Linked DNA regions of Sus scrofa: regions 2, 3 and 4 are each linked to region 1. A link is a contact called in public HiChIP or PLAC-seq data. All regions are on one chromosome and are shown on one strand. The core of a region is the stretch at or near the end of the contact, and the rest is flanking DNA. Distances in the headings are between cores, read along the strand shown.

The links. HiChIP or PLAC-seq counts read pairs in DNA pulled down with a chosen protein or histone mark.
Region 2: a contact with region 1 is called in an H3K27ac HiChIP or PLAC-seq map of alveolar macrophages. The contact joins the enhancer-like site here to the promoter of UTRN in region 1. A contact is called at or near these places in 2 of 5 promoter capture datasets (fetal liver and liver), 12 of 47 Hi-C or Micro-C datasets (embryonic fibroblasts, heart right ventricle, liver and 5 more) and 2 of 2 datasets of contacts at active chromatin or transcription factors (alveolar macrophages and skeletal muscle).
Region 3: an H3K27ac HiChIP or PLAC-seq map of skeletal muscle shows a contact between it and region 1. The contact joins the enhancer-like site here to the promoter of UTRN in region 1. A contact is called at or near these places in 1 of 5 promoter capture datasets (liver), 7 of 47 Hi-C or Micro-C datasets (adipocytes, heart right ventricle, liver and 3 more) and 2 of 2 datasets of contacts at active chromatin or transcription factors (alveolar macrophages and skeletal muscle).
Region 4: a contact with region 1 is called in an H3K27ac HiChIP or PLAC-seq map of alveolar macrophages. The contact joins the enhancer-like site here to the promoter of UTRN in region 1. A contact is called at or near these places in 3 of 5 promoter capture datasets (fetal liver, fetal skeletal muscle and liver), 4 of 47 Hi-C or Micro-C datasets (alveolar macrophages, omental adipose tissue, skeletal muscle and 1 more) and 2 of 2 datasets of contacts at active chromatin or transcription factors (alveolar macrophages and skeletal muscle).

Annotation. Positions count from the first base shown.
Region 1 is chr1:21,046,369-21,050,226 of Sscrofa11.1, reverse strand. UTRN (utrophin) reads left to right here and starts at 2,300. Exons shown (of 75, transcript XM_021072273.1): 1 at 2,300-2,498.
Region 2 is chr1:21,125,809-21,130,006 of Sscrofa11.1, reverse strand. It overlaps STX11 (syntaxin-11), which reads left to right. Exons shown (of 2, transcript XM_021087115.1): 2 at 127-2,136. The coding sequence ends at 995. Among named protein-coding and RNA genes, the nearest start is that of TRNAL-UAA, 15 kb to the right of the region's middle. Within about 2 kb of position 1,301, at least 6 of the 83 cell types and tissues checked have an H3K27ac peak or open chromatin away from gene starts, as enhancers often do. A contact at or near this core is called in alveolar macrophages, where this site is marked.
Region 3 is chr1:20,976,767-20,981,069 of Sscrofa11.1, reverse strand. All of the region lies in intron 2 of UTRN (utrophin), which reads left to right. Among named protein-coding and RNA genes, the nearest start is that of UTRN, 69 kb to the left of the region's middle. Within about 2 kb of position 1,674, at least 19 of the 83 cell types and tissues checked have an H3K27ac peak or open chromatin away from gene starts, as enhancers often do. A contact at or near this core is called in retroperitoneal adipose tissue, where this site is marked.
Region 4 is chr1:20,922,600-20,926,978 of Sscrofa11.1, reverse strand. The region is part of intron 3 of UTRN (utrophin); the gene reads left to right. Among named protein-coding and RNA genes, the nearest start is that of UTRN, 120 kb to the left of the region's middle. Within about 2 kb of position 2,243, at least 18 of the 83 cell types and tissues checked have an H3K27ac peak or open chromatin away from gene starts, as enhancers often do. A contact at or near this core is called in alveolar macrophages, omental adipose tissue and subcutaneous adipose tissue, where this site is marked.

The DNA.
Region 1 (3,858 bases), core at 1,051-3,550:
GGATGAATAAATGTACCCATTTCCCACAAAGCCTCTGGACTTTATCTGGCTTGTGAGAAGAAAATCCTCCCAAAGGAAGGAAGCTAAGCTAGAGACTTTATAAGGAACAGTATCTTTCTAAAGTCCTCTAATGGAATGAGGAATCTTTCACTTTATAACTCATAAAAGACTAGTGAGTTCTTTCTGAAAAATTATGTGTAAGGCCCCTACTGCTTTATTTTTACTAACCGGTAAATTAACTCTCAAATGTTAAACCAGCAATAAGCCAGAGCTCCTTTATCAATTGTCCTTTCCTCATTCTTTATACAAACTAGGAATTTAGGTTGCTGATTTCCCTCGCCTCCCATTTTACGTGATGGTCACGTAAAAGAATCATAGAAACACATCAGGAACGAAGTATGTAAATAATAAAAATGCACATACAGCAGCACTCATTTCGTCCTACGTATTATTTTGACCCACACCTCAGCCTTGAAACTCTGAGATGTGTTTGCACGTATATTGAAAAAATAGAAAAATAAAGTCAGCCCAAACACTCTCTTGTCAGTATGAACGAATGTAAAACGAAATGTCGTTTTTCTTCACATTAAAAACGACACCAAGAAAATTATATAAAATAAATATACCCTTGGAATTAGAAATCCAGCAACGTCAGCACACTGAGATGGGGTGAGTGGAGGGGCAAATGAAGATTCATCTCTTAAGGGAGAAAAGAAATCCACCCTAACTGGAGGCCAGGTTTGCCTGGCGGGGGTGTGACTCACATTTTTGGATAATCTGAATAAAGGGGATCATGTCAGAGCGAGGCATCCATGCCAGCTGCGGGCTCTCGGCACGCAGTCCGCTCGGGAGCGGAGCCGGGCGCGCCGCCGCAGGCCAGCCGAGCGCCAGCCGGGCTACAGCCGGCGGGGAGGGCGCGCTGGGCGGACGCTGACTGACCGCGCGCGCGGTCAGGTGATCCCGGGCGCCACGTTCCCGGAGCCCTGCCTGCCGTGGCCGCCTGGGTCGGGCCGGGGCCGAACCGGAGTCGAGAGGACCTGGTCTCTCGGAACAAAGTTGCCGGCCCGGCGACGGCGGCGGCGGCGAGGAGGGAGAGCCGAGAGGGAGTGGGAGTGCTGGGCCGGCCGGCCGCCGGGCCGGACCCGCTGGGCCACCTCCTCCTCGGGGCGAGCGAACCCCGGGTGCCTGGACGCGAGCCGGCTCCCAGGGGAAGGCAGCGCGCGCCCGGGCGGCCCGGCTCCCCACCCTCCCTCCTCCGCCTCCTGCGCTCCTCTCCGCGCTCCAACAAAGGGGCAGGCCCGCGGCGGGGGGAGAAGGAGGAGGAGCTGGAGGAGCGAGCGGCTCGCGCACAAAGTTGTGGAGTCGCCTTTCCTCGGAGGAGGGGAGCGGGCAGCCGCCGCCTGCCGCGGGCTTTCTCCCGCCGAGGGGCGAGGAGGAGCCTCCAGCTCCCGAAGCCGATTGGGGAATCACGGGGAACTGTGCCCCCCTTTCTTTTGGGTCATTTCTGCAGACGGAAAACTCTAGTGTTTGGCAAATTTGGTGCCTGCGCTCCCGTTCCAGGTTTGCACTCCGACTGTTTTGTTTTTGTTTTTGGCGGAACTACGGGGCAGGAAGATTGCACAAGTTAGGGGCGTTTTCAGGCGGGTGTCAAAAAAATTTTTTTCCCCCTCTTCGGATCTTGTCTGGTTTTCCACATTTCCTTTTAAAAAAACTTCGAACCACAAAAGCTCCCGCTTGTACACACCCCCGCGATTACTACGCCCCAAGCCCAGCAGAGGAGCCCTTGGCTAGCTCCGGACGTGAAGGCGGCGGCGGCGGCTGGCAGGCGAGGCGGGCCCGCGGGTCCCGGGAGCAGGTAAGCCCATGCATTATTGAGCCTGGGGCCGGTTAATATGACCACAGCCCTAGGGAAATGGGGCATAGGCTGCGAGGAGGATGGACTTTTCTGCGGTTCCTCGGCCCAGGATCAGAGTCCCGAGCTCCTTTTCTAGGCTGAAGAAGAAGTAACCAACTTTGGCGTGCACTTTCCTTGGAACCTCAGTTCAGCTCCCCGTGGCGAGACAGAGAATGCCAGAAACGTGGAGAGAGCTCGGGCGAAGAAGTCCTCGGAATCCGTGTAGTAGCAAACGACCCAAACTCCTCCGACTGGTTCTGGGCTGCCTCTGGACTCCCCCAGCCTTCCTGCTGGCGGGAGTGAGAGGGTCGCGCCTTCCAGTGCGCTGGGCCAGTGATCTCCAAGAGGGGACGTGGCTTCCTAGGAGGGCCTGTCACACACACCCCAGCCCCGGGAAGGCGGGGCCCCAGAGGTGTCCGCAAGGACAGGGTGGGGAAAGGTTCCCAGCCATCGGCCTGGCAGGAAACGTGCTTGGCCTCCGGGCCGTTGCTGCTCCCGAGGGTGGGGCTTTGGAGAGGGGGACGAGGGGCGCTCTGTCGGTGCATAGTCCTGCGCGGTCGCCTCTTCGGGTTTTCAGGATCCGTGGCATCTCTTGCTGCAACTGGTAAGGTAATCAATGGCCCTGTGTGGCTTCGGGTCCGAGGCTCTGGTTACCCCAGAACCATTTAAAAACCAACACTAATGTTATAGGCTGTGCAAGTTTTAGAAGTGTTAAAAGTGAATCTCCCCCCGCCCCCCAACCAAGCCCCAGATTACGACAGGAACTCGTTCCTGGGTTGTTTCAAGGGGAGGCGAAAACGTGCTCGACTTCCAAGAGCTAGGGGACCTGCATTTTGTTTTACACCGAACTGGGCAGGTCGGGTCTAACCTGGGTCTAACTGCCCGGCTCTCTGGGATGCCCCGAAGAGAACCTCCTCTTTACCACCCTCCAGGTCACCTGGTTCACCAGGGCCTCGCGGGTCGGTTCTCCAGGCAACTCCGCTCTGGGAGGGTCAGTTGCCTTGGCCGGCGTGAACCGAGTTCGGGGAGGCCCCGATTCCCGGGGTTCGGGCGGGAGCTCGCGGCCTCTGGGACCCCGGGTAGCAGCCGCATCCATTCCTTTGTAACTTGGAGGGGCCTCAGGAAGTCGGGTGGACCCCTGCGGGCTGGTTGCTCCTGGGCCCGGGGGACGCAGCCTGCTGAGAGCGCCACGAGTCAGGCGAGAGCTGCAGGAATGCGAAGCTCCTGGGTGCTTCGGCTTGCAGGGAACCCGGCTGGCGAGGGCCCTGGTTTCCGCGGAGTCATTCCCCGCCCCCGGGGTTCGCTTTTCTGGAAGCGATGAGACAGCGTTTTACCTCTCCTCCAGGTGTTTACCTAAAATTGATTGCCCCTGTAAACAGCATTAATCACAATAATATTAATCTTCCCTTGGAGCGCTTCCGAGAATGAATGGCAGTTCTTGGCACTGGGCGGTGTCTTTTACCAAGTTTCAGGCGGAGCGGCAAACTCTGCCCTCCCGGGCTTCTCTTTTCACTGTCTCTAGCATTCTTAGGCTTTGGTTCCTAGTGTAAGTGAATGAATAGTTTCTGCCCAAGGACCTACAACGTATTTCCATCATAACTGCACGTCGTTAAACGTATTTGTGTCCTGACACTTTGTAATGTAAAAATTAAAACATGAGTTTTGCCTCTAAGGCCCAGACTTTCAACCCAGGTTTATTGCCACACACTCGTGGTCCACGTGATAGCAAGAAAGAGTTGGTGAATATAGAGTGAGGGCCTTGGTTTCAGGGTGAAAGAGCTGCCTAAACTTGGCAGAACATGATGATGAGGCAACAGAACCTAGAGCAGAGGTAACAATAAATTACAATTGTAAAGGGCTTAAAGCTTGTAAAGCAGCATCCCATTCACTTGTTCACTTTCTCACCTAGCTTGGTGTGGAAGATGGCTTTGCTTCCCCACTAGAGATGTGGAAGGGGAGGGTCC
Region 2 (4,198 bases), core at 52-2,551, 81 kb before region 1:
TACCCAAGAGTAAAGAATCTGGAGTGCTAAGCAGTAAGCAGAATGTTTATTTTAATCTTCAATTCCCTCAACGCAAAATATTTGACTCTCCCTAGAGGAATTTAACCTCAGTATCTCTACTTGCAGGCAAAATGAAGGACCGGCTAGTAGAACTTTTGGAGTTAACCAAGCACTATGACCAGCAGTTCCCAGAAAAGGACGATGACTTTGACTCACCTCACGAGGACATCGTGTTTGAGACGGACCACATCCTGGAATCCTTGTACCGAGACATCCAGGAGCTTCAGGATGAAAACCAGCAGCTGTTTACTGACGTGAAGCGGCTGGGAAAGCAGAACGCCCGCTTCCTCACGTCCATGCGGCGTCTCAGCAGCATCAAGCGTGACACCAACTCGATTGCCAAGGACATCAAGGCCCGGGGTGAGAGCATCCACCGCAAGCTGAGCGCCATGAAGGCGCTGAGCGAGGAGGCGCAGGCAAAGCACGGTGAGCACTCGGCTGTGGCGCGCATCGCGCAGGCGCAGTACAGCGCGCTCGCCCGCACCTTCCAGGCTGCCATGCACGAGTACAACCAGGCCGAGATGAAGCAGCGCGAAAACTGTAAGATCCGCATCCAGCGCCAGCTGGAGATCATGGGCAAGGATGTCTCGAGCAACCAGATAGAGGACATGTTCGAACAAGGCAAATGGGACGTGTTCTCCGAGAACCTGCTGGCTGATGTGAAGGGCGCGCGGGCGGCCCTCAATGAGATCGAGAACCGCCACCGCGAGATGCTGCGGCTGGAGAGCCGCATCCGCGACCTGCATGACCTCTTCCTGCAGATGGCCATGCTGGTGGAGCAGCAGGCTGACACCTTGGACGTCATCGAGTTCAACGTGCAGAAGACCCTTGACTACACCGGCCAGGCCAAGGTGCAGGTGCGCAAGGCGGTGCAGTACAAAAAGAAGAATCCCTGCCGGACCATCTGCTGCTTCTGCTGCCCCTGCCTGAACTAGCAGGCCTGCAACACCTGATCCCAGACCTGAAAGGGCTAGTAAGCACCCTGGGAAAGATGTTGAGGCCATTTGCACTGGGATGAGTTGCTCTAATGCCTATGGACCTCGCTCTTTAGAGAAAGAAAACACTCAAGGTCCAAGAATTCCAGCCCAGCTCGAACTTGGAAAGAGGGTACATGTCACCCCATTGTTTCTTCAGTAAGGACAGATACCTCCTGAAATTTTGTGAGATCATTATATGGCACATAAACACCCTCGCCTCTTAACGGAAGCCAAATGAGGAACTGACATTGTAGTGTACTCTACGGTAAATGTCCAAGGCACGTTTGCTCATGAACCTCTAGGAGGAAGTCAAATTGTGCATCAGCCCATTGTGTAAGGACTGGTTATTAAAACTTCAATTCATTTACCCTGTCCTGAAAGTACCTTGGTTCTATTCATTTTCGAGTGAAATTGACCTTGGGAAAAACTGCACATCTTCCTTTTCTTACTCTTTATCTGGTTTATGCTATGTGATTCCCACATGGATGTGTATCTTCTTTCTGCTCACCTCCTCTACTTGTTTAAATCACAAGTATCACTGTTTCCTCAACTCTTTATATTCTATCAGAATATATTTGGAGATTTTTTTCCAAATGTTTTTAAGCACTGAGTATTGAACAAGCACTCAAATTAAAGTTTGTATGTCACATTATATATATTTTTCATAAATAAAAATAATTTAAAATTTCTTTTTACTTGATTTTTACAAATGCATATATATATAAATGTAAAGTACAAATATTTACTAATGCATGTACATAATACCAATTGGTTTAACTTTACTTTTGTAAATATGGTATATAAATATCCAGGAAAATATTTTTACTGGTTATTAGTGTTGATTTGCTTGTTTCATCTGCATCTCAGTAGTCCAGTTTGGGTCAAAACTTGGTTTTGAACATCTCTGTCTTGGTTATGGTGATAAAGACAGATAAAATTCTGAAAATGCATACAAAACTAGAGATAATAAAAATGGTCTTAAAAGTAATTACTTTTGTTTTACTGTGGCCCATTCCTTTCATGCATTCAAATGTGGTAATTTAAAATAAAAGAATCCTGTTTTTCAAGTTAGTGGAATAAACACATTATAAACATCCTTTTTTATGCATTTGTGTCTTGACCATTTAAATCTTAGTCTACTTTTTCAATTATTGTCTACTAGCTGCCTGAGGTTGCAACATCTGGATGAAACTCTGAATAGAGGGGGGAAATGAAAATTAATTCACATGGGGGTGTGTTGCTTTCTCTCCTGAGTTATTTACAATAGTTTAACAAAATCATCCTGTTTTGGAGATCTGGTTTTGTTTGCAAACTTTGTAATGCCCTGACTCACATTTACCATGTTTTCTGTCTTTAAGTCAACTCTTAACTCTTTCCACTCGCTATTTAATAAACGAGAGTTTATTCAATGGTCGTTATTCCCAGAGTTTTCAGACAGTGAAACTTTAATAGAAATAGAAAGAAGAGTATGTGAACTCTTTGGAACTCACTGACTAGCCTGCTTATGACTGTGAAATCTAGCCCTGCTCCTAATTTTAATTTCATGGTTAAATATGAGAATTGTGGAAACCAAGTCCCACTAGGCTTTTCTCAGATTTCTCTCATTTCTTTCTCAGCTAATTCCAGAGATGTGTTTCACCTTTGACTTAATTCCCTTTCTCTAAAAAAAAATCTTCAAACAGATTCATTGCTCTGTCTTTGATAAGAGGCAAGAGATTTTGTAAATATAGTCCATCAGCTAGTTTCCACAAAAGAGAATAGTTGATGAATTCAACCCATAAAGCATTTTCTGCATTTAGAGCCATTCATAAAAGTCAAAGAGTTTGCTGGCTCTGTGTATTTTTTAATTGCCCACATTTCTCATTGGAGAATTAGGTAAAAACTTTAATATACCAGAATTAGTGAACTGTTGGCTATGAAAAGGCAAGAATTTTTCTTCCTGCTTTTTAGTAACTATCAGGTGTGGCATAGCAATTAAGAACACAAAATCAGACCCTACTCTCTGGGTTTAAATCATGACTTTGCCGTATAGCTGTATGACTTGAGGGCATTATTTAACCTCTCTGCACCTCAGTTTCCTCATCTGTAAAATGGTTATAACAGGACTCATCTCATAGAGTTGTAAGAAGTAAATGACTATGTAAAAACACTTAAGACAGTGCCTGGCACATGCTCAGTGCTATGTTCATTATTGCATAACTCTCTTGTAGACTGAAAGGGTTGCTCTTAACTTTAAGAATCATTAACTTCTGGAGTTCCCATCATGGCTCAGTGGTTAACAAATCCAACCAGGAACCATGAGGTTGTGGGTTCGATCCCTGGCCTTGCTCAGTGGGTTAAGGATCTGGCATTGCTGTGAGCTGTGGTGTAGGTTGCAGATGCGGCTCAGATCCTGCATTGCTGTGTCTATGGCAAAGGCTGACAACTACAGCTCCAATTGGATCCCTAGTCTGGGAACCTCCATATGCTGCAGGTGTGGCCCTAGAAAAGGCAAAAAGACCAAAAAAAAAAAAAAAGAGTTATCAACTTCTGAGGAAAAATAAATACTTATTTTTCTGTTAATAGTCTTTAATAAAATAGGAGTTCCCATTGTGGTGCAGCAGAAATGAATCTGACTAGTATCCATGTCAGGATGTTTGTTTGATCCCTGGCCTCGCTCAGTGGGTCAGGGGTCCGGCATTACCTTGAGCTGTGGTGTAGGTTGAAGTTGCACTTGGATCCCAAGTTGTTGTGGCTGTGGCAAAGGCTGGCAGCTACAGGTCCGATTTGACCCCTAGCCTGGGAACTTCCATATGTTGCAGGTGCAGCCCTAAAAAGAAAAAAAAAATTGTCTTTAATAGAATAAAGAAGTTCCCTGATGGCCTAGCCATTAAGGATCTAGCATTGTCAATGCTGTAGCTTGGGTCACTAGCTGTGGCACGGGTTCAATCCCTGGCCCAGGACTTCCACATGCCATGGGCATGGCAAAAAGAAAAAGAAAAAAGAAAAATAGAATAAGGAAACCAAGGAGTTCCTACTCTAGTGCAATGGGATCAGCAACACCTTTGCTGAGCTAGGATACCGTTTCAATCCCATGCCCAGATCTGTCATTGCTGTACCTAAGGCACAGGTTGCAACTGCAGCTTGGATCATATCCCTGACTTGAGAACTCCATGTGCAAT
Region 3 (4,303 bases), core at 425-2,924, 69 kb after region 1:
CTAGCAAACTTTTGTCTATGTATATACAAATGTATAGCTTTATGTCTAAATTCCCACGAACACAGTTTTTCTTTTTAAAACTAAAGCTGAAATCCTCCTGTCACAGTACTTCCCATTTAAAAAAAATTAAAAATAATGAAAGTGTTCATTTGGGTCATTTTGGGGGCAAGTTTGCTTTGACTGTTAAACTGCTATCCACAAAGAGGAGAGAGAAGAAAAGTAGTATAGAATTGTTTGAACTTGTGTGTGTGTGTGTGTGTGTGAAATTGAACTTCTCTGCATGTTTATTGGCTCTTTGGACAAATTCTTCAATGAATTGCCTTTTCATACATTGTCCCCCCCCCCCCTTTTTTTTCCTCTTGTATGGATCTCTGACTGTGAAATCGTTACTGATTCTGAAGGAAATGAATACAAAATGGCAGATTTTGAATGACTAATTTGAATTTTGAGTTTTAAGATGGGTCACCTCCAACTTCGAAGACAGTCTTGGTTTCTGACAGAAGCTTGAGTCTTTGGATTTGGACTCTCTCTTTTTTTTCCTCCTTCTCTTTTGGCTGTGAGGGCCGTCATTATCCCAAGCTGTGCTGAGCCTGGTAACTAAGGTGTTCTCAAGACTGGTGATTGTTTAGGTGCACTCACTCTTTTATTATATTTTCATGTACTGATAACTTATTTGTATAGGGATGGTAAATCCCAGTATTATTTTTAGAATAACCCATTTTCTGTGTAATTTATGGAACATGTTCCATTTAGCAGAAAGAGGCTCTGGCCTTAGACTCAGGCTTGAATCCCAGCTATGCTGCATCCTGGGTCTCAGTTTGCTCTCTTGCAAAATGGGGATACTGGGGCTGTTGTAAGTCTTCATGGGTGTATGCATGTAAAAACCCTTGTGCAGTACTTGGCAGATTGTGGGAAGGATGATAATAAATGCTGGCTGTTGATGTGAGTAGAGCTTTTTAAGTTAAAACAGGGGAGAAAAAAATACAGTTTAGATGTTAAGTGAAGATAAAACATTGGCTTAAATGCGGCCCCACGTGCACCATCATACCGAAAATTTGCCAGTTTTTTTCTCATCTTTCGAGATCTGGTAGTGATTTTTTTCACATCAAAGCATCAAACCTGTAATTCTCTACTGGGCTCCTTTAACCACAGATCCAGTATGTGGCAAGGAATTTAGAGCTACACAGGACAGCAAATGGCCTGCAGTTGCTTGGAGAATATCTTTGTGGCAGGGTGCCTGAAATGTTTTGCTGGTTTCAAAGTTCACTTTCATTTGTTCAGAAAGGTTTTTATTGTTTGCAAGCAAGCAAGGCAAGCAAAGGGAAAGGGCACGCAGCCTCCTGTAGGATTCTGTGCTGGGTGACCTGTTTGCCTTTTGGTGCCTCATATAAAAAGCTTTATTTAGTCTGCAGAGAAGACTGTTTCTCCAAATTGAGGAAAACTGTCCTAACGGTCTGGAAACATGTTTGATTTTGGTGTAATGCCATTGATCCAGATACTGTTTGAGGCTGGGCTACACAGCAGTTATAAGAAAGGCATCTTGCACAGATTCTTCCAGGTCACTTGCATGTCATCGATGGAAATGCCTCATCTGATAGCTAACTGTGCACTTGGCCTTCTGAGAAATAGCTCTTCCTGTCACACCCACACTGAGCCTTTTCTTCTGGCCCAGCCAGCCCCTAGCTAGAAACCTGCTGCCAGCATGAGTCTCCAGGCTTTTGACCTGGACTGTTTTCTTGTTAGACTCCTGGATTCTGTGCTTTTAGCTTCTGCTCTTAGGCAACAAATCCTTTTCTGGTATCAGAGGCTCCTGATTGTATTGTACAGAAGAAATTTATTTTCCCATCAAATTCATTTTCTCCTGATAATTCCTACCACCCATGCAGCCTGGTATCTGATAATACTCTGAGAGCCGTGTAGTTAGTTGTTTATTTATTGTCAAACTCTGAAGAACTAGTGTTACTGCAGGCCAAAGAAAAATATAGTTTGTGTGTGTGTTAGCCAGGGGCAGTGATGTATCAGATATTTGGAGGAAAAAAAAATCATGACTACTTAATTACATTTTATCTCCGCCCATGTGAATTCTTTAAGAATAATTATTACATTCTATCTTTGCTCCTATGTATTCAAAAAATTACAGTGGGTTTCATAGTGATGGATTTTAAGCTGGGAAGTTCGGGATATTTTGCAGTTCTCATTTTCCCTTCCAGGTCCCACTGGATCCTTCTTATCCATCCCCCTCCTTCCTACCCATTTCTTCTGCCGTTACAAGAAGAATCGTAGGTTTTATGATGAGATTTTTGCCTGTGGCTGAATAAGCTGAGCACCATTTTAAAAAGTCCTTGAGATTGCATTCTGTGTATTTACTGAATTTGTTGCTAGGCCTTATGCTGCAGAATTTCTCTAAGTAATAAGCTCTAAATAGAAATGAATGGTGCTGAAGGTAAATCTCCCCGTTGATTACTGTAATAAAGAATTGACATTTGCTTCCCGTAATTTGGAAGTCATTCAGTAGGTAATATTTGCCTGGTGTTTTATGATGAACAATCCTTATCATATTGGGTTTGTATTAGGAAGAAAGTAAGCATTGATTTCTCTGTAATTTTCTGAAACTTCTCATCTTTCATTTTGTTTTGTTTGTTTGTTGTTGTTGTACCTGTGGCATGCAGAATCCTGGGCCCCGGATTGAACCTGAGCTGTAGCAATGACAACCTCAAGTCCTTAACTGCTGGGCCACAAGGGAACTCCTTATCTTTGTTTCTTACATAAAGTGATGCTCAGTTTTCTGTCAACTATATTCTTGCCACACATGATTAAGAATGAGAAGGAAAAAAAGAGCCAAAAATAAATGATTTAGAATACTTATGGAGACCTGCTGTTTTCTGGGTCCTGTCATTGTTGCTAGGGATGTTGTTGTTGCTTTCCTTTTTTCTTTTTTGGGCGCCTTGTGCCATATGGAGTTCCAGGCCAGGGATCAGATCCGAGCTGCAGTTGCAACCTCTGCCGCAGCTGTAGCAATGCTGGATCCCTAACCCACTGACCCACTGTGCTGGGCTGGGGATTGAACCTGCCTCTTGGCACTGAAGAAATGCTGCTGATCCTGTTGCACCACAGTAAGAACTCCAGGGATTTTTTTTTTTTTTTTTTTGTCTTATTTTTTTTTTTAGGGGTGAGGCATATGGATGTTCCCAGGCTGGGGGTTCAAATCAGAGCTGTGACTGCCAGCCTACGCCACAGTCATAGCAACGCTGTATCCTTAACCCACTGAGCAAGGCCAGGGATCAAACCCAAGTCCTCATGGATACTAGCTGGTTCGTTAACTGCTGAGCCACGCCTGGAACTCCCAGGGTTTTGTTTTTTTTTTTAATTAGGTTTTAAACTATATGATTCTGCTCACTGGCAGCCCAGGACCACTGTATGCCCTGCAGACTCGCATAGATTATGAGGGACATTTGCATATGTGTGCAGTGTGCAGACACCAGTAAAGTGCCTTAGGCCCTCATTTTGGTGACTGTTTTCTTTAGGCCTAGGTCTTCAGTTTTGAGGTGTAGGCCAGTAAATTTGAAGGGTAGGGGCCTGAGTGCTGCTGAAAATGGACATATGACAATCAGGAGATATGCCTATTGGCAGGCTAATTATAGAGGAAACAAACAACAAACAAATAATAAAGAGCAAAGAAATCTCAAAACCAAGCAACCTGGGTCAGTATGACAAATATTTTGCTACTCAGGTAGGCAAAAATTGAGAAAACCTTTAGCATGTGAAAAAGCTTTTCCAGTGAGATGACTGCCCAAGTTAGAGGGGGCAGGATGGTTTGGGGAGGCAGCATCCAGTCAGGCTCTGGAATCCTCTTTGCATATTTTGTCTGCAACTGAGTTCAGAAAAGCAAAGCCCCTTCCTCTGACCCCGAAGTGACCTGAGTTAGGCTCATCTGCCCTGCTGGTTTCCAGCTGGGGTGGTGGGTACTTTGTTCTCAGAGCTCAGTTACTTTCAGGACCTGTAACTGTTCTTGATACTGAGCTTTCCCTGCAAAGAGGGTGTGTCCTCAGGTTCATTCTGCTATTAGATCAAAACCAGTTCATTCCAGCGGCTGGTCAAATAAGCCTTTTCTAGGATTCTTTCCTGACCTCTAGGTCAGGAGAGTGCTGGGTGCCCTCTTTTCTGCCCCTCTCCTAGCTTCCCTGCCAGGATCAAAGCCAGTGATCCCTAGACGTGTTCATCTGTCCCAGCCTTTATGCCAGATGTTATAGATCAGTGTTTTTGAAAGTTGCTGCATTTTAACAATCCCTCCAAGCGGTCATTT
Region 4 (4,379 bases), core at 994-3,493, 120 kb after region 1:
AAACACTGCCACTGCTCTGCCAGCTGTGCCTGTGTGGCATGAGCTGCATTGTTTATTGTGTTGATCTGCAGACCTTGCCTGGGAGACATATGGAGTCAGGGTTTCTTCAGCCTGCAGACCTCACCTGGTAATTTGTCCATGCCGTGTGCAGGTGGCCCTGCCACTGGCCACCAGGTGTGTGAGCCCACAGATGGTTCCTTATCATCCCAGTTACCTCAGCATGATCTCAGTTACTTTGCTTACCAAAAGCGAAGTGAAAATTCTGTTACGGGCTATATGACTTTGGATTCTCTGAAAGGTACTGCGTGATAGCTTGTGTTTCATATTTTTTTGTAATTTCTTAGGTCGATGCACGTTCATTGCTGTGATGCTACTGTGAACACTGCGTAAATCACTGCTCTGTAGTTAAAGTGAGGATGATTTCTGGAGCATCTGCTTCTCCAGGATCCCTCTCTTCTTCCTTTCCCTCCCTCCTTCCTTCCAAACAAGCCTCTAAATGGAATGCTTGTTCAATACTTAAGAACTTGTTGCTGACCACCATGAATTCTTAAAGAGAATGGCCGAGCCACGCACTCACTAATTCTTTCAGTGACCGTGACACATTTTGCTGGTTTTCTTTTGTCCAGGTGTTGAATAACCTCTTCGGGCATTTCATTGCACTTGTTTTACTTTTTGTCTCTTTAGTCAAAAACCATGCTACTTTCACTCACCGTGGGGTTGAATTAAATTGAATAGACATTGAAGATCACTCACTCTTCATTTCATCCATTAGGCTACACGCTTAAAATTATAATGAACCTCATATTATTGGTTTGCTTAGTTTTAGACAACCTGTATTTGTTTTATATAATAATACACATTAGAAAAAATAGATAATAGAAGAAATTTAAAGAGATTTTTAGCCACTTTTTTTTTTTTTTTGTCTTTTTGCTGTTTTTTGGGCCACTCCCGCAGCATATGGAGAGTCCCAGGCTAGGGGTCTAATCAGAGCACAGCAACGCCAGATGCGAGCTGTGTCTGCAACCTACACCACAGCTCATGGTGATGCAGGATCCTTAACCCACTGAGCAAGGCCAAGGATGGAACCCGCAACCTCATGGTTCCTAGTCGGATTCGTTAACCACTGAGCCACGATGGGAACTCCTAGCCACTTTTAATCCTATCAAAAGAAAAAAGTAAATTTTTGTTGTAAAATACTTAACTCCATTTACACATAAACATATTATTATTAACCAAAATGGCATTATACTTAGTGTTCACTTATGCACTATTGATTTTTAAGAAAATAAGAATTACAAGAGCTACATTTTGTTTTAATGCTGAGATTTGCGATTTCTAAATGAAAGACTCTGGAATTTAAAATATTAAAAGAAGTATTAAATCATGTGCTTCTTTTTGAGTTTTAAAAATAACTAACTCCTTGCAAAAAATAATCACTCAAGGAGTTGCCGCGGTGGTGCGGTGGGATTGGTGATGTCTCTGGAGTGCCAGGATGCAGGTTTGGTCTCCAGCGTGGCACACTGGGTTAGAGGATCTTGCATTGCCACAGCTGGAGCATAGATTGCAACTGCAGTTCGGATCTCACCATGGCCCAGGAACTCCACAAGCTGAGGTGCAGCCAAAAAAAGGAAAAAAAAAAAAAAAAGAGAGAGAGAGAGAGAGAAAGCAATAAAACTGACTATATGTTATTAGATGTGGGAGCATCATTTTCAAATTGATCAGAGACATCAGATTGACCTGAAAAGAATGCAAAAAAACAGTATGGTAGATACTGTATATACTGTATATATAAATAATGCCATATATATCCACACGTATGATACACCCACACAGATACACACGCTGTAAACAGTGGGGATAGGAACTGAATTGAATAGACTGCTTCAGATCCTGTTTTGAAAATAGATGGGTATAAATAATAGAATAATCAAATACTGTCAAAGGGCTCAAATTTATTATTTGTAAGATACTATCATCAGTCATGTTAGTGATGAAAGCATTTAAAAACTGTTATCTTTTCACTCTTCTTATATACAGTTACACCTTGATTATTTATAATGGGATCCGTAACTCACAGGATAGAATCTGTCTCTGTTCTGTTTTTGTTACTTGGTACACATTCGGCAGAATCAAGCTAGTTCTTAAGTCCTTTTGATGTGCTCCCCGTGCTGTGTTGGTCCTGGTTTTATTTACCTCTATTTAATTCTGAGTGTTGTCAAGGCAGAGACTGCCTTTGTCATCCCTCACGTGTCAAGGTCAGCATAGCCCCACCCAGAGAGGAGGCAATCTTCTGAGCCCCAGATCCAAGTCCCAGTTCTGCCTCTGGTTTGTTTGTTGTAGCTACAAAGCATCATTAGCGTTTCACCCTTTGCAGAACTCCAGACGGCACTTCCTAAATTTTACTTTCTTATTCAATCTTTTACAGATTTTTTTCTGTTACTAGTGTTGCTGGAAAACTTGACCTATGGTGGAAATAATTGTGATTTTCATGTATTGAAAAGAGAAATAGTAATACAGTATTAGATTATTCCATTAGCGGGTAGAGACCCGATCATATAGGGTCTCTTACTTGGAATTTGGGTTGTATTTGCCTATGGTGGGAGTCCATCAGGTTAAAGCAGAGATGTGACACGATGTGATCTGCACCCTAAAAGTAGAGTTACTCTGACTCTTGTGCAGAAGAGGCGAGGGAGGTGGTCACCTTTGGAATGCATATTTGGAGGTAGAAATGACAGGGTTGTTATGGATTCGTGGGGGTGGGGAGCGCGGGAAAGGAAAGGAATCTGGTATGACTCCTTTGTTTTTTGGTCTGAGTAAGTACGATGACTCTGCGCGTGTTGTGCAATCAATCAGAATCCCTAGCCTGTGGACCTGTGGATGGTGTTGTGGTGTGTGGTGTGTGTGTGTAACTGTTTCACATTTTATCACTTCCTCACAGGACTCACGGTTGACTGATCCTGTGTGTCACCTGTCTGTGGTTATGCCCTGGGGGGAGATTGTTGGTCAGTCGCCCGCCCAAGGATTCAGTCTGCCTGTAGACGAGATTTGTTTATATGGCATAACGTTTTGGGAAATTACAAACATCAAGAGATTACGCATATAGGAGTTCCCGTTGTGGCGCAGTGGTGAATGAATCCGACTAGGAACCATGAGGTTGCGGGTTCGATCACCGTGAGCTGTGGTGTAGGTTGCAGACGCAGCTCGGGCTCCGATCTGGCATTGCTGTGGCTGTGGCGTAGGCCGGTGGATCTCTGTGTGCCTCGGGAGCGGCCCTAGAAAAGGCAAAAAGACCAAATAAATAAATAAATAAATAAAAGAGAGATGACACATATAAATTGAGATTTTCAGCTCCTTTTTGAGAAACCAGAAGTCCTACCAACAATGGCCTGGGATTCCCACATGGCCGTCGTTGGCTGGAACTGAGTACTGGCTGTCACTTTTAGCCTCTAAGGCTGGCCGATTCACCAGGCCTGTTGGCTACGTCTGGTCCGCTGCATTCAGATGTCCTGTCACATGTCCGTGACTGTCCTTGGAGCCCCTGCCCTCCCACAGACCCTGGCTTATCCTGCATTGTGAGACTGTTTGCTTCTGTCTTCTGACATTTTATTTACTTATTTATTTATTTATTTTTTGTCTTTTTGCCTTTTCTATGGCTGCTTCCCACAGCCTGTGGAGGTTCCCAGGCTAGGGGTCGAATCGGAGCTGCAGCTGGCAGCCTACACCACATCCACAGCAACACAGGATCCGAGCCACATCTGTGACCTACACCACAGTGCACGGCAATGCCAGATCCTTAACCCACTGAGCAAGGCCAGGGATTGAACTCACAACCTCATGGTTCCTAGTCGGATTGGTTTCCACTGCGCCACGAGGGGAAATCCCACTTGTACTATTTTGTGTTTGTTGGAAAACTATGGAAACCCTCGCTTGTAAATGGGGAGGGTGACCTGAGCTTGGTATTTCTGCAGGGCCAGGCACAAAGGAGGTATTGACCAGATATTAGTCCAATTGAATTATTAAACTGTATATTCTCTCTTTGAAAAGTTTCTGCAAATGGGTCTTTGCAAAGAATTAAAAATCTAAATCAGAGTTTAACTGTCAGGCTGAATCAGTTTTGGTTTTTTTTTTTGTTTTGTTTATTTATTTTATTTTTTTTGTCTTTTTGCTATTTCTTGGGCTGCTCCCGCGGCATGTGGAGGTTCCAGGCTAGGGGTCCAATCGGAGCTGTAGCCACTGGCCTACGCCAGAGCCACAACAACGCGGGATCCGAGCCGCGTCTGCAACCTACACCACAGCTCACGGCAACGCTGGATCCCTAACCCACTGAGCAAGGGCCGAGATCGAACCCACAACCTCATGGTTCCTAGTCGGATTCGTTA